2 separate regions of the Gossypium hirsutum genome follow, and region 2 is linked to region 1. A link is a contact called in public Hi-C data. All regions are on one chromosome and are shown on one strand. Each heading gives the region's core, a stretch centred on a gene start, on an enhancer-like site or on the middle of the called end of the contact. The rest is flanking DNA. Distances are from core to core; before and after follow the strand shown. Region 1 has its middle 63 kb from the start of LOC121227134. Region 2 has its middle 51 kb from the start of LOC107948112.

What was found. Hi-C and Micro-C count contacts between places; a contact is called where the count stands out from the background.
Region 2: a contact with region 1 is called in a Hi-C map of leaf, with 2.1 times the contacts expected there. The contact joins two enhancer-like sites. A contact is called at or near these places in 12 of 34 Hi-C or Micro-C datasets (anther, callus, hypocotyl and 2 more).

The regions. Positions count from the first base shown.
Region 1 is chrA03:58,574,400-58,581,524 of Gossypium_hirsutum_v2.1, forward strand. It overlaps the pseudogene LOC107957332. Among protein-coding and RNA genes, the nearest start is that of LOC121227134, 63 kb to the left of the region's middle. Within about 2 kb of position 2,497, at least 7 of the 9 cell types and tissues checked have an H3K27ac peak or open chromatin away from gene starts, as enhancers often do.
Region 2 is chrA03:58,636,323-58,643,447 of Gossypium_hirsutum_v2.1, forward strand. It overlaps the pseudogene LOC121217727 and the pseudogene LOC107948119. Among protein-coding and RNA genes, the nearest start is that of LOC107948112, 51 kb to the right of the region's middle. Within about 2 kb of position 4,434, at least 6 of the 9 cell types and tissues checked have an H3K27ac peak or open chromatin away from gene starts, as enhancers often do.

The sequences.
Region 1 (7,125 bases), core at 1,247-3,746:
AACAGCCATCCACGAGCAAAATATAGCATTTGAAGAATTGTGTTGATCAGGACCTAAAACATAGGCATCCAGAATCTTGTCATGCACAGTATTCAAATGTGTGTGGTATTATACGGCCTAGTAAATCGGAGGTATCAAACCTAAAACATCACAACGATATTATGTATAGACCATAACCGTTTTCTTTTTTTTCCTTTTTCTATCTTAAGAAGGGAGCTCACCTGATAGATCAGCCAAGAGGGCACGAGCTGGTCCCTGGAAAAAATATAAGACTTCAACTATTAGCTCATGTGCATAAAATGAAGAATTAATTATCATTTAAGGCTTGCCTGCACTGTATTGTTAGCAAGATCCAACATCCAAAAGCCGATAACAAAGACAAAAGCCGCTCTTGTTCGTGTACCTTTAAATGTACTACATTGCATACATTATTTTGTCAATCTCTTTATTTTCTTGCAGCAGAAAAAAGAGGTGGGGGAGAGTGAGAGTTGGCTATAAGAGAAGAGAATGAATCAAAAGCAAAAGTGGAAACCTGCAGTGCTCCTTCGTATCACCTAATAAGTATCCAATGTCTGCAGAAAACCCGATTATTATCACCTAGATTGCAAACCTTAGTTTAGAATATATATATATATAAACGTAAACATAGCATAAAAGGAAAACAATCATCTTCGGTGCTTACAGCAAGAGAGATCATGAGCGCTCCAGCAAGGATAAAAGGCCGCCTTCTACCATATTTGGAAGTGCATTTATCACTCCAAATACCAACACAAGGTTGAACCTAAGATCAAAATGCAAACAATTCTATAAATCATAAATGTAGATAGGTATTATTTATTCTGATTTTGTTTAACTCTAGTCATTTGCATTTATCATGTGCCAACACATTTAAAAAAAATAGGCATTAAACACAAAGGTAACCTGCTTCCTAATTTGCACAGACATACCTTGGGGGAGGGGGAGAGAGAGAGAGAGAGAGAATGGAAAATTGAATAAGCAAAGAAATTCTCTATTATGCAATCAAACAAATAAATGTTCTAGGGTACCCCCATCTCTACCTTCTACATGAAAGGTAGCCCCAACTATTTAGGAGTTAGTTCAAAATGCAGCACAAGCTATTACAGCAGATCTATCAAATAACCACATTAAAATATCATGTTACACCCATTAGGACTCAAAAATAAAGAGAAGGCAATAATATAGAAAAATACAGCAATATGGTTTCCCATCACCTACCACAAGACCAGTTATCGGACCACAAAGCCAAATAAATGAAGAAAAAGCATGCTCTATTCCAAGTGTCTGCATGAATCAACAAAATATACAGTAATCAGAGAAGCTCAGAGCGTTGAAAAGAAATACAGCCAAGGCTAAAAATAATAATAAATAAAGAGAGAGTATTATTCTTCAAAAAATGACTATAACATTCTTTTAAATAAATAAAGAGAGAGTATTACATAAGCAAGAAGTTGACAAAATATTTTGAGAATTATTTTAAATGAAAATTATTCTTCAAAAAATGACTAACATTCTTTTCTCTAACTAGTACGTTTTAATTTATATTGTTAAAGATGATAAGTATTTCTACAAATTATAAGAAAAATTTCTAGAAAATGATAATAAAAGAAAATCTGCCTCCCAACGCCATGATCTCTCTTTCGTAACCTATAACCACACCAATAATTCTTTCTGCAGTACATGAAAACTAAGTAAATTAATGACTAAACAATAATGAAAAAAGAATTGTAGCATCTACTATCTAACCAATTCAATAATACCAACAAGAAGTGCACTCGCTGATTTTATTTTTCTATTTCGTACAGATAAACCCCCAATAACACAAAAATTGTCATTAAATGTAAACACATTGCACCAAATTCAAACTTCAAAACATTCATGGTCACTAGCTTACTATTTTTCATTAAAATACTTAAACTAACATAAATTACAAGACTAAAGAAAAAAAAAAAGAGTATTGGAAAGACCTGAATGTAAGGAGTCAATAGCGATAGTTGTAAAGCCCAACCAAACTGAACCCCGGCGGCGACCGTACAACTAAGAACCAGAGTTATAAAGCTAAAATCCTTAGATCCGGCATGGATCGGCGACGATAAGTTAGCGTTTCCATTGGGAACCCTCGAGGAAGGCGACGAAGAAGAAGCTGAAGGAGAGTTCGGAGAGGAATTTAGATCGATCCGGAAATGAGGATCGTCGGTCATTTCAACCTCCAATTCCTTGTTTAAATTCCTGTAGGGGAACCTGATGGGCACTGAGTCACTCATTCCCGCCATAACCTCTTTGGCTCAGTCTCTGATTATCCTTCACGTGTTAACTCAAGGTAAACCTTCGCATTAAAAAAATGAATACAAAATCAATCAAAATTAAAAGTTGAGGAATGAATGTGTTTCAAGATGATATTTAGGTTTAGGTGCAGGGTCCATGTTGATTTGTGTGATGTGTCGGTTGTGAAAACAAAGTTTGCCATCAAAGGAAAAAGCGAAAGGGACGTTGATTAAGTGGGAGAAAAAGGATGTGATCAGGACCGTTGGTTTTAAGGGACTTTGTCATTTATTGAAGGGATGCTTTTCTTCTTCAGCAAGGGAAAAAGCACACCGACGACGAGTGAATGCCGGATGGACGCTGGAGTCAAGTTTACGTAGTAGGTTACTATAAATTAAATATAATAGAATGAATGCTAGACTACTCATGCTAACTAAATTATTAGTAAATTTTCATTTTGATAAAAAAATTATAAAATTTGTCAATAAATTATTTTATTAAAATCGTTGTATAGTGCATCACTTACATTAATCAAAAGTTTTTTTTTCCATTTTTTCTATAATTCAATTCTTTTCATTAAATAATTTTAAATATTACAAATTTACAAATCAAAATTAAAATAGTTTTTTTTCTATTTTTGACATTAGCCGTTAGATCGACTTGAATTTAAGGTATTTCTTTTACTTATTGATGGGTATTAATTTATAATTCAATAATAATTTTGTAACTTTTTAAAGTTAAATAACCAAAATATAAACTTACGAATAGTTTAGTGACCTTGAGTATAGGATAAAAACACTTACAAAAATATTTATTTGATTGTGGTTTCAAAATAGTCGTTACTTTCCTTATATATGAAAAAAACCCTATATACTTTTTAAATTGATAAAAGTATTACAAAAGCACTAGTATTAACAGTCAGATTATATTTTGCCCTATTTATTTAAAAATAGATAAATTAATCCCTGTATATTAGATTAAAGAGTAAAATGGTCCTTTTTTGTTAAAAATTTCATCAATGTTTATTGTTAAAAATTGACGTGATTGATGAAATAACCAAACAATTACACATAGCATGCTACGTACACCTCATGCCGGCGTACAGGAGCCAAGTTTTAACAATAGAATTGGATGAAATTTTTAATAGAATGACTAGTTTGCTCTTTAATCTAACATACAAAAACTAATTTGCCTACTATTTTTAGTGGAGGGAGCAAAATGCAATTGACTCCTAGTACAAAGGCCACTATGATACTTTTACCCTTTAAATTCTAGGATAAAGCACAATAATAGTCACTCAAATATACACTTTGTTCACTTTTGGTCACTTAACTTTTAAAATTAAATATTTTAGTCACTCTTCCATTAATTATCGTTAGCCAATCAACACAAAGATGATGTGGAATTTTTTTATTATTCTAATAATAAATTTAACTTTTAATATTTACAAATTTTATCAATTTGATTCTAAATTTAAAAAAGTTAAATTCTATTAAGAAACAATAAGAGGGGCGATTTTAAGGGGAAGGGGGGAAGACAGGGGACTTGACCCCTCCCCAAACATTGAAAATCATGCGATGTAATCCATTTATAAATAATGAAAATTTAAGTTAATATATAGTAAAATTATATTTCAATTCTTTAAAACTAAAAAAAATCATTTAATCCCTTCAAAAATAATAAAATAAAAATTTAATAAATAATAAAATTATATTTTAACCTTTTAAAAATTTATAATTTAATTTCAATGCTATTAAAAAAAATTCTGAATTTACCCCCTTATCTTACTCTTGGCAATACACGTCATATTTTGTATGGACATGCAGGCTGCAGAGTCCAAATTATTTTCAGCAAAATAATGGCACCTCCTCCGCTGATATCAGAGTAAGCAATGCTTCGCAAGCCAAATTTTAGTTAATTATTTAGATACTTCAGAGCAACATGAAAACTCAAGCAGGCTTCTACGTTCACAAAGATTCTGAATCTCGTACAAGTCCTTAAAACATCTAGATATGACATTTGTTCCCTACACATTTTCTTTCCAATAGTTATAAATTGCCTGAAAGCCTCCAATTTGATGGATTGAGATTGCAAGGCCTAGCAATTAACGCAAGCCAAGAAATTTATATAAGCATGATCTTAATAAAATGAACGGTGAGTTGCATCATGCATGGCGGTTGACGAGAGGGTCGGGAGGTATGTATTGCTAAGAGTGACGGAGGCTCTAGTTGTTGTTTTTTTTTATAGAATTTATTGAATTATTTAAATCTAGGATAAAATTGATAAAATGTGAAAATATTAAAAGATTAAAATTGTTATTAGGCCAATGAAAAAGTCCACATCATCTTTTCATCCTTCAACTAACAACTATATACTGGAGAGTGACTAAAATATTTGATTTTAAAATATTAAGTAACTAAATCAAAAAATTTAATAATTGAGTGATTAAAATAGAACAAAGTGCATAGTTGGGAGACTATTATTGTATTTTACCCTAAATTTTATATACTAACTTTTAACCTTTTAAGGTTAAAATATGTCAAAAGTCCCTATATTTTTCATAAATTAGAAATTTAGCCCCTATAATTTTATTGTTAAGAATTTAGTCCTTTTAGTTTTTAGATTTCAAACTTCATGTTCAACTGCTAACATTGTTAAACTTATTTTATTAAATTCAAATTCACTTCAACATTACTTTTATATTACATGACTACTAAGTGAGTATTTTTTTTATTTAAGAATGTGACATCAACAAAAAAATTAACATTATTAACAATTGGATCCAAATTTTAAAATTTGAAATGTATAGGGATTAAATTCCTAGAAACAAAAAAAAAGCAATGACTAAATTCTAAATTTTTGAAATGTATAAGGACTTATATTATTTTTTAACCTCTTAAATAAAACTATATGAGTTAATTACCTCAGATATCCTAGACTATGACCATCATTCTAAGTTCCAAACTTCAAAAGAACCTAATTACATCCTCAAACTATCAAATTTATATCAAGTGGGTCCTTTTGTTATTAAAATTAGTAAATGACACACCAAGTATTATGTAGCTAAATTTAATGAATTTAAAAAATAAGACATTATTGCATAACTTTTAAAAGTAAAACTAAAAATAAAGTAAAACTGAACAAAGAGAGTGCGTACAATAAAACATCTATAAAAGTTTTGAAAATCTCAAAACCATAATTTTTACAACACCCAGTTTAACAATATTCTTATTTTCCTTAAAATTTTCATTTTAGATTAGGTCGTATAAGATTTAGTGTATCATTCAATAGTTAAATTAACAAATTTAATAACTAAACGACCTAATTGATATAATATCGATAATTTGATGATGTAATTAAAATAAATTGAAGTTTGAGATCAATTTAGAATGAGAGTAATAATTTGAGGATGTATTTATACCTTTTTTTTTTATATGCATGTATTTTCTATTCATTTTATTCATTTTTCCATTTTTAATTACAATAATAATAAAAATTAATTACACGTAAAAATGTTATAAAATTAAATATGTTTGAGATGTTTAGAAAATGTATATTTAACTTTAGTATTTTGAATTTAAATTTAATTATGTTATATATATTAATTTTGAAATGAATTTATTAAATTATTTTTAATGTAAAATTGATTAAAATATAAGGGAAAAATAAAAATTTATTTCAAAGTCAGTATATATAATCAATTTAAAATTAGATTTGCATAAAATTATTTCAAAGTCAATAATAAGTATAAGAGAAGAAAATACCAATGCTTAAAAACCTAGGCTTGAGTTTTAGAGTCCCTTTGTATAGACGTTTATCTTCAATGCAGTGTAATTAGCTTCTTCTTCTTTTTCACGCTACAGTATATAATATCATAGCCACCACTGTTTTAATCTTAACTAGAGGTAAATACACTACCCATCCAAACTAAGCTTTAATCTGTGTAAATCGTGTATAAGTTCTTGGTCCATATCTAATTTGGTTTATGCCCCACCAAATGTGAGCTTCATATAAATTCTTTCTTATTTGGGTTTGAATTTAATCTGGTTATGGGTTTTTTACCATAATAATATAAAATAAAAAATAAAAATGAAAATAGGTTGGGACAAAGATAAATTACGAAAATCGTATAAATGAAGTGGTGGAGGGTGGTGCATAGGCGGCACGACCCTCAATTTCTGACCAATACAGTTTAAAATAATAATAATAATAAAGAATGGTTGAGGGCTTGTCAGAGGCGGCACCGGTGGAAGGCATGCCAGAGGCGGCACCAGTGGAGGGCATGCTAGAGGCGGCACTAGTGGAGGGGTTGTCAGAGGCAACACCAGTTGTGCCTATCTGATAAGCGTCACCCTCCAATATATTTCTACACCCAACTCCCCCCATCCGACTCGTATCAGATTGAAAAAAAAAATTACAGAACAAGAGAGGGAGAAGAGAAGAGAAGAAAGAAAGAAATGAGAAGAAAGAAAAGAAAAGGTAATTTTTTTATTGTTATTTTCAAATATAATAGATTATGATAAGAAAAAAATTTTGTTAGTATTATATAGTTTGTTTAGTGTTATTTTTATATTTTTTTTAAAAGTTATTTTGTTTATTGTGATTTGTTAGTAAGTTTTGTGTTTAAATTATTGAGAATGTTATCTTGTAAAAAATTTTAATATATTTGATATTGTTAGAAATGACAATAAATTTGATATTGTTAGAAATGGACTATTATCATTTATTAAATTTTTTAAGTAAGTATTTTTATGCTGTTTGAAATTATTTTGAGATTTTTTTGTTAATTTTTTAACAGATTGAGTATTGAAGATGGATAATCAGTTTTTTGTATGCGTTTATTTC
Region 2 (7,125 bases), core at 3,184-5,683, 64 kb after region 1:
TTCATATTATGGGAGTTGCCGATGTATTGGGCGCGGCTCTGCTATGCGCTATTCATGGTGCTACCGTATAGAATACTTTATTTGAAGATGGTGATAGTGCAAATACATTCCTTGTTTTTAACCCACTCAAGCCGAAAAAACTTATTCAATGGTCACCGCTAACCGCTTTTGGTCCCAAATCTTTGGGGTTGCTTTTTCCAATGAACATTAGTTACATTTCTTTATGTTATTTGTACTAGTAATTGGTTTATGGATGAGTGCTCTTGGAGTAGTCGGTCTGGCTCTGAACCTTCGTTCCTATGACTTCGTTTCCCAAGAAATCCGTGCAGTAGAAGATCCTGAATTTGAGACTTCTACACCAAAAATATTCTTTTAAACGAAGGTATTCGTGCTTGGATGGCGGCTCATGAAAACCTTATATTCCCTGAGGAAGTTCTACCCCGTGGAAACGCTCTTTAATGGAACTTTAGCTTTAGCTGGTTGTGACCAAAAAACCACCGGTTTCACTTGGTGGGCTGGGAATGCCCGGCTTATCAATTTATCCGGTAAACTATTGAGGGCTCATGTAGCCCATGCCGAATTAATCGTATTCTGGACCGGAGCAATGAACCTATTTTAAGTGGCTTATTTTGTCCCAGAAAAACCGATGTACGAACAATGATTAATTTTACTTCCCCACCTAGCTACTCTAGGCTGGGGGGTAGGTCCAGGTCGGAGAAGTTATAGACACCATTCCATACTTTGTATCTAGAGTACTTCACTTAATTTTCTCTGTTGTATTGGGTTTTGGCAGTATTTATCATGCACCTTTAGGACCTGAAACTCTTGGAGAATATTTTTCATTTTTCAATTATGTATGGAAAGATAGAAATAAAATGACCACAATTTTGGGTATTCACTTAATTTTGCTAGGTATAGGTGCTTTTCTTCTAGTATTCAAGGCTCTTTATTTTAGAGGCGTATACGATACCTAGGCTTCGAGAAGGGAGATGTAAGAAAAATTACCAATTTAACTCTTAGCCCAAGTGTTATATTTGATTGTTTACTAAAATCGCCCTTTGGAGGAAAAATATCAAATATATATATGAGAGAATAAACAAATAATTTTCAAATCATAAGAAATAACTGCTTTTCTTTTTATCAAACCTCAAACACTTTTTCCTAAAAATAAAATTGAATTCTAAACATGGTACGAAATACGGTAAATCATATATAAACACGTGGATAAGTGAGAAACTCTTGCCTTCATGTGCATTTTACTCCGAAAATTCCTAATTGGAATTCAATATGAAGGATTTTGGTTAAATTCAATTATTAATTTTTATATTAAGTTACCTTTTTTAAATTTAAAATTTTAATTTTGACTAAACAGTGATTTATATATTATCGTCTCTGAATTAGAATTTAATTTATTATTTTTTCATATATTAATATCTAATAAATTAATTATGAGAGTTAAGTAAGATAACAAAAGTTTTTTTTTTTTACATATAATATTATGCCTATATTTTATTATTTCAATTTCTTTTATTTTAGTTCTAAATTTCTATATTAATTTTAATAATATTTTTTATTCAAATTTTAATAATATTATTTATTAATTCAATGTTATTTTATTTAATTACTCAATATTTTATTATTGCTTTATCAAAATCAATAGACTTTTTATTATAATTAGAAAATCCTCATATTATTAGTAAATGTATATATTTTTTTATACGAATAACTTACGTGACACTAAACTAGTTACTTATGAAAAAATCAGTTAATGGATTTTACAGTTAAAAATTAAAATTCCAAAACTTAAAAAGTATAAGAATTAAGAATAATTCATTGAAAAACATAAATTAAATCTACAACTTTATGCATAGTACAAAACTAACAATAAAATTTAACCAATTAGATTTAACTATTACTATTTAAGATTAAAAAATACTGAAACTAAAATTGACCTAATTAAAAAGCAACAATTAAATCTACAACTCACGCATAGAATATGAGGACTAATAGCAAAATTTGACAAAGGATTTATCAGCTAAAGCTTATACATTTTAACAAGAAAGTCAATGATACATAATCCAGATAAACCACTAACTCTAATGGAAATCCATTTCCTCCGTAATCCATCCTGTCGTGCACTACATAGCAAGGAACTATGGAATTGCAAGTCCACTCAAATTTGATATGATACCACCAAACCATATTTCAGTGAATATTATATATGTATAGCTCTCTCTAATTTTAATCATTCCCTGTTTTGAATAGGTATATACCGGTAACTATTAGCTCTCTATAAGCATCAAACTGCTAACTACGTGTACGTATGCGACAAGGTTCTTATCTACAATACCAAGAAAAGTAATGTTACAAAAACATTACTGATGAACACCACGATTACCTCTGTCAGCTGCTGCTTTAGCTGCCCGATCTAATGCACCTGACACCCAAAGAGCTCCTTTGGAAAAGTAGCTGCTGCTGACCACAGCATTTGCAGCAGCTGCAGCAGTTCTTCCTGCAACCGAAATGGCTGATTTGGTGTTCTCACACACATGGTACCTCTCATCCATGGATCTAACAGCATCAACCCCCACATAGATTTTATCTGTGAGGCCAATCCTCTCACTCAGTTCAGCAACTTTAGCTGCAGCAGTTGCCGAAACTTGATGAGATGCATCAAAGGTTTTGGCCTTGCTTAAAGCATCTTTGCCTAATACATATCCCTTGCCCAACATGCCTTTCACAACATCCTGAGCGAATGAAACAGCTTCTCCAGCATGAGATACAAATTGGCTTCTTAGTGGAGGTTGCTACAAAAGGGGGAAAAAGTGAAGAAGATGGAAAAAATTTACTAAAGCAAAACTTCCACAAGGATCAAATTCAGGAGCACAAAAAAGATAAGAAGTCACATACTCTTGAGCTTGTTTCATCTTCTTGGCTTCTTGAAGGGCTCCAAAAATCAAACTCCTCCTCATATTGCCCCCAGCGAGATATGTATATACGTTGATCAAGAATTGTCGCACCCTACCATGATAAGATTTTTGAAGAGCAAATACAAACAGATTATAATATCATCATGTGGGAATCACAATTCATGAATAAGATTCAATATTATCCTGAATACAAATGCAAGCACACTGAAACCATTAAACACAGAAAAGTAAAGGAAAATGAACGGAACTACACAGAGCAACGAGTAACACTTCACTCAAAAGTCTATTTATGCAGTCACGGGCAAAAACAGCCAAAGTTGTACATAACAACAGAAGAAAGGGAGGTCAAAATACATAACTTACATCAACAAGATAATCATCACTTTTAACAAGAACATCATGATCATAACCTCAGAGAAAAACCCATATACTTGTATGATTGTATCAATCTGATATGAACCCTCACATGCAATTTCTTAAAAAGATGAAAGTATATATTCTGAGTTCAAGGTAATATTCCTACATTAAACCAAAGTAGAGTACTTCTTTTAACGGTTTGTCGTTGCCTATTCTCCAATTGCTACCTAATTTCAAATTCATAAACTACGGTTACAAGTTCAATTGATACATGAAAACGTCTCCCATATAGGGCACATATATACATTCTCTAGAATCCACTTTGTACATAATCAATTCAATAATATTCAAAATGTAAAAAGAAAGCACTTGATTAATCTACGTCAGTCACACAGAGTTTAAGATGACCTATACCAGAAAAGTGATGTCGGAAACACATTTCATGATAAAACAGGTAGATTTATAGATGCATAGATGAAAGGTGCCACAATGGAAACATTCTAAATAACAATTAACAACCCAAAGCTTTTGAAAGAATATTTGGAATACACACACTAAGCAAGACCAGTCTCCTGAGAATAAGCATTTTTGAATGTCACATAAGCAGTACTTGCATATTCACCAGACCTGCTTTCATCCAATAAATGAATAAATAAATATTTCCCGATGACTACCGTCAAGAAGAAGCAAGGATGAACTATGAAGGATAACCATTACTACACAATTAAATACGATTCAATATTCCAAGAGTGAATAAATAACAAGAAGAAAGTTATGGCAATCGAAATTAGAAGAAGATTTAATAAATATGGCCCAACATTCCAAGTACCTAACAAGTTCAACGTGTTCAATGGTACCAGAGAAGGCGAAAAAATCATAGACATCTTTCTCGGTAGCTTTGGTAGGCAGGCCAGTCACTTCCACTGTATATCCAAAATCATTCATTTTCTTCGAGAGAGACTGCTAATTAAGGATTTTAACCTAGTCAAACGATCGCGAATATTGAGCTTAAATAAAATTTTCATTAAAGAAGAAAATACAGAAGATACAATAATCATGATTCATGCTAACCTGTAATTACAAGAAAAGAAAAGAAAAGAAAAGAAAGATGCTTAAGTTTTTTAGATAATTGAGGAGAAAAGATATGAACCCGGACACCTGATTAGATGAGAGGATGGGATTTTGAATGAAGAGGAAGAAGAAATTGGAAGCGCGTCGACTGGGGTTTTACTACTCACCGAAGAACGAAGAAGCCGGTTTAGTGGTTACTTTAGTTTTATACGCAGTTTTTTAGCTCATTTTATTTTCGGAATTTTTCTTTGGTCTTCTTTCACTCAAATTTGGTTTAACTAATTTGTTAGGAGTCGGAATTTGGTCGGTTCGGATTGTTTTTAGATTTGGGTTGTCTCGGATTAATATCAGTTTAGATTTGAGTTTTTTTTAGGTTATATATATATTTTTTTAATTTGAATTTTGTAAGATTCAGATCTTTTTGAATAATTCTAATTCAAATGGGTTCCAACTACATAGGCTCTAATCTATTCAAATAATTATAAATCTTTTAAATAATAAATATTTTAATTTTAAAGATAATAATTCATTTTAATTTTTTTGATGATAACATAATTCAAACTCACCTTATAAAAAAAGATAATATATATTTAATAGAAATACTTTATATAAAATAATTAAACTATAATTTATGATTATATATATGAAATTTATAAACCTAATTAATATCATTATATGTTATGCATAAATTTTGTATATTTAAATTAATATAATATTTACTATATCATAAGCGTTTGGAAAAAAAAATTAATTTGCAAGATGTTTATTATATTACTATATCCACAATTGAATAATTTTTTTATCTTTTTTTATTAATTTATAAATCTAACAACTAAATTTTAAAATATTCATTCCAAAACTCAAATACATTATTTTAAGCTCAAACTTAAATAATAAATCCATTATTATTCAAACCCAAAAATAACAAATTTATATCTCAAATCTCAAGTCCAAGATAAAAAAAATAAACTAAATACCCAAAATACTTTTTGTAAAAGTTTTTTTTGAACATTAGGCTTTGTTTGTTTTACAGAAAATGGCTTTCAGAAAATGATTTCTAGGAGATGAATTACTTTTTTGGAAAAGTTAATATTTTCTGGCGTTAGGATGAATTTATGTAAAATATTTGTTGTTGTTTGGCAGATTTACTAAAAATATTTCATAAAAGCCACTTTTAATGAAATAAACATACATTTGAGATTTTATTATTTTTTCATTGTTTAATTGAGTTTATTTCACAAAACTTATTTATATTTTAATTAATCATATTTTAGTTTTAGTTAATATTAATTTACTTAATTAATCTTAATTGTTAATTTTGTACATTAGGGAATATAAGTTTATAGATATAAATTATGTTTAATTAAGTTGGAAGTGGTAAATATTATTTGGATGAGTAAGTTAAAAAATGGTTCAATTTGATAAAAATTGAAGTAAGGATTAAATTGTAAAATTTGTAAATTTTCGAATTCGAAGTGTTTGAGTAGTAAAATATGAAATATTGATGTAGTAACTAAATTATATGATTATAAAATATGAAAATTTAGAAAGTTGAGCATAAAATAGCAAAGTTTGAAACTATAGAGGTTAAATTGTAAAGATTTCAAAACTTGTGATTTAGGACTAATTTACATTATTTGAGAATTTAAAATTTTGAAAAATAAAATATGAAAGTTTAACTGTTCAAAAATCAAGGACTAATTTTTTGAAAATTTGACAATTTTAGTTGTAAGGGCTAAATTATAAATTTTGGAAATTTTTTAAAAGGGTCTGTCTTGCAAAACTGTACAAAACAAGGTTTAGGATTGAATTATGGAATAAGATTTTTTTTTCTTCGACCGTGAAGAGTGTTTTCCTTTTGTTGCTTTGAAAGCTTCCCCTTTTTGTTTCTTCGACAGTGAAGACAGTGAACAGAGCCTTATCAATTTGAAAAATATCTTACGGAAAAAAATTTGGTAAGACATTTTCCTTAAAAAAAGCCTTGATTTTATCCTCTTTTGGAGGATGATTTTTTTTGGTAATTCATTTTCCACTAAACAAACACCGTAAAATAATGAAAATGTTTTATAGAAAACATATTACATTCAAATAAATGAACCTTTAATCTCATTATAGGTTATTATCATATCTGTTTTTTTTATAAAATACCTAAAATTACCCATAGCCCCTCCTCAACCCTTAAATAGGAGTATAATGCGCTTCAGCGTATTCAAACTCACGTCCTCCTGCATTGGTATCTTATCTATACCGATGCCGACCGAGTTAAGACTTAATCAACTATTTTTTTTGTAAAAATTAAAACTCATTCTAAAACCTAATTTAATATAATATTAAATATTAATGTATTACCAATTATATATATACATTAACATAATAAAGTACACAACTATTGATACTATAATGTGTATTAATCTATCATACATATACAATAATGATACGATGTTAAAGAAAAAGGAAATAAAGCTTATGTAACACGATTTATAGGCTGCAATTTGGCGCATGGCAATTGTAAAAAATCTATTTTAACTTATTAAAATGCAAATTTAAGTTACCTTACCATAAACACAACTTACCTTATATGTTCCATAAAAGGGGTTTCATACAAAGAGAAAATATATTGCAATTTAGAAGTAAAAAATATTTGAAATATAAAGATTTCTTTAATTATTATTCCCTGCTATTTAGGGATAAAATAAAATAAATACATATATATATACAGATTTCCATTAACAAAGTACTTTTAATTTTAATGGAATTCTAAAATTTA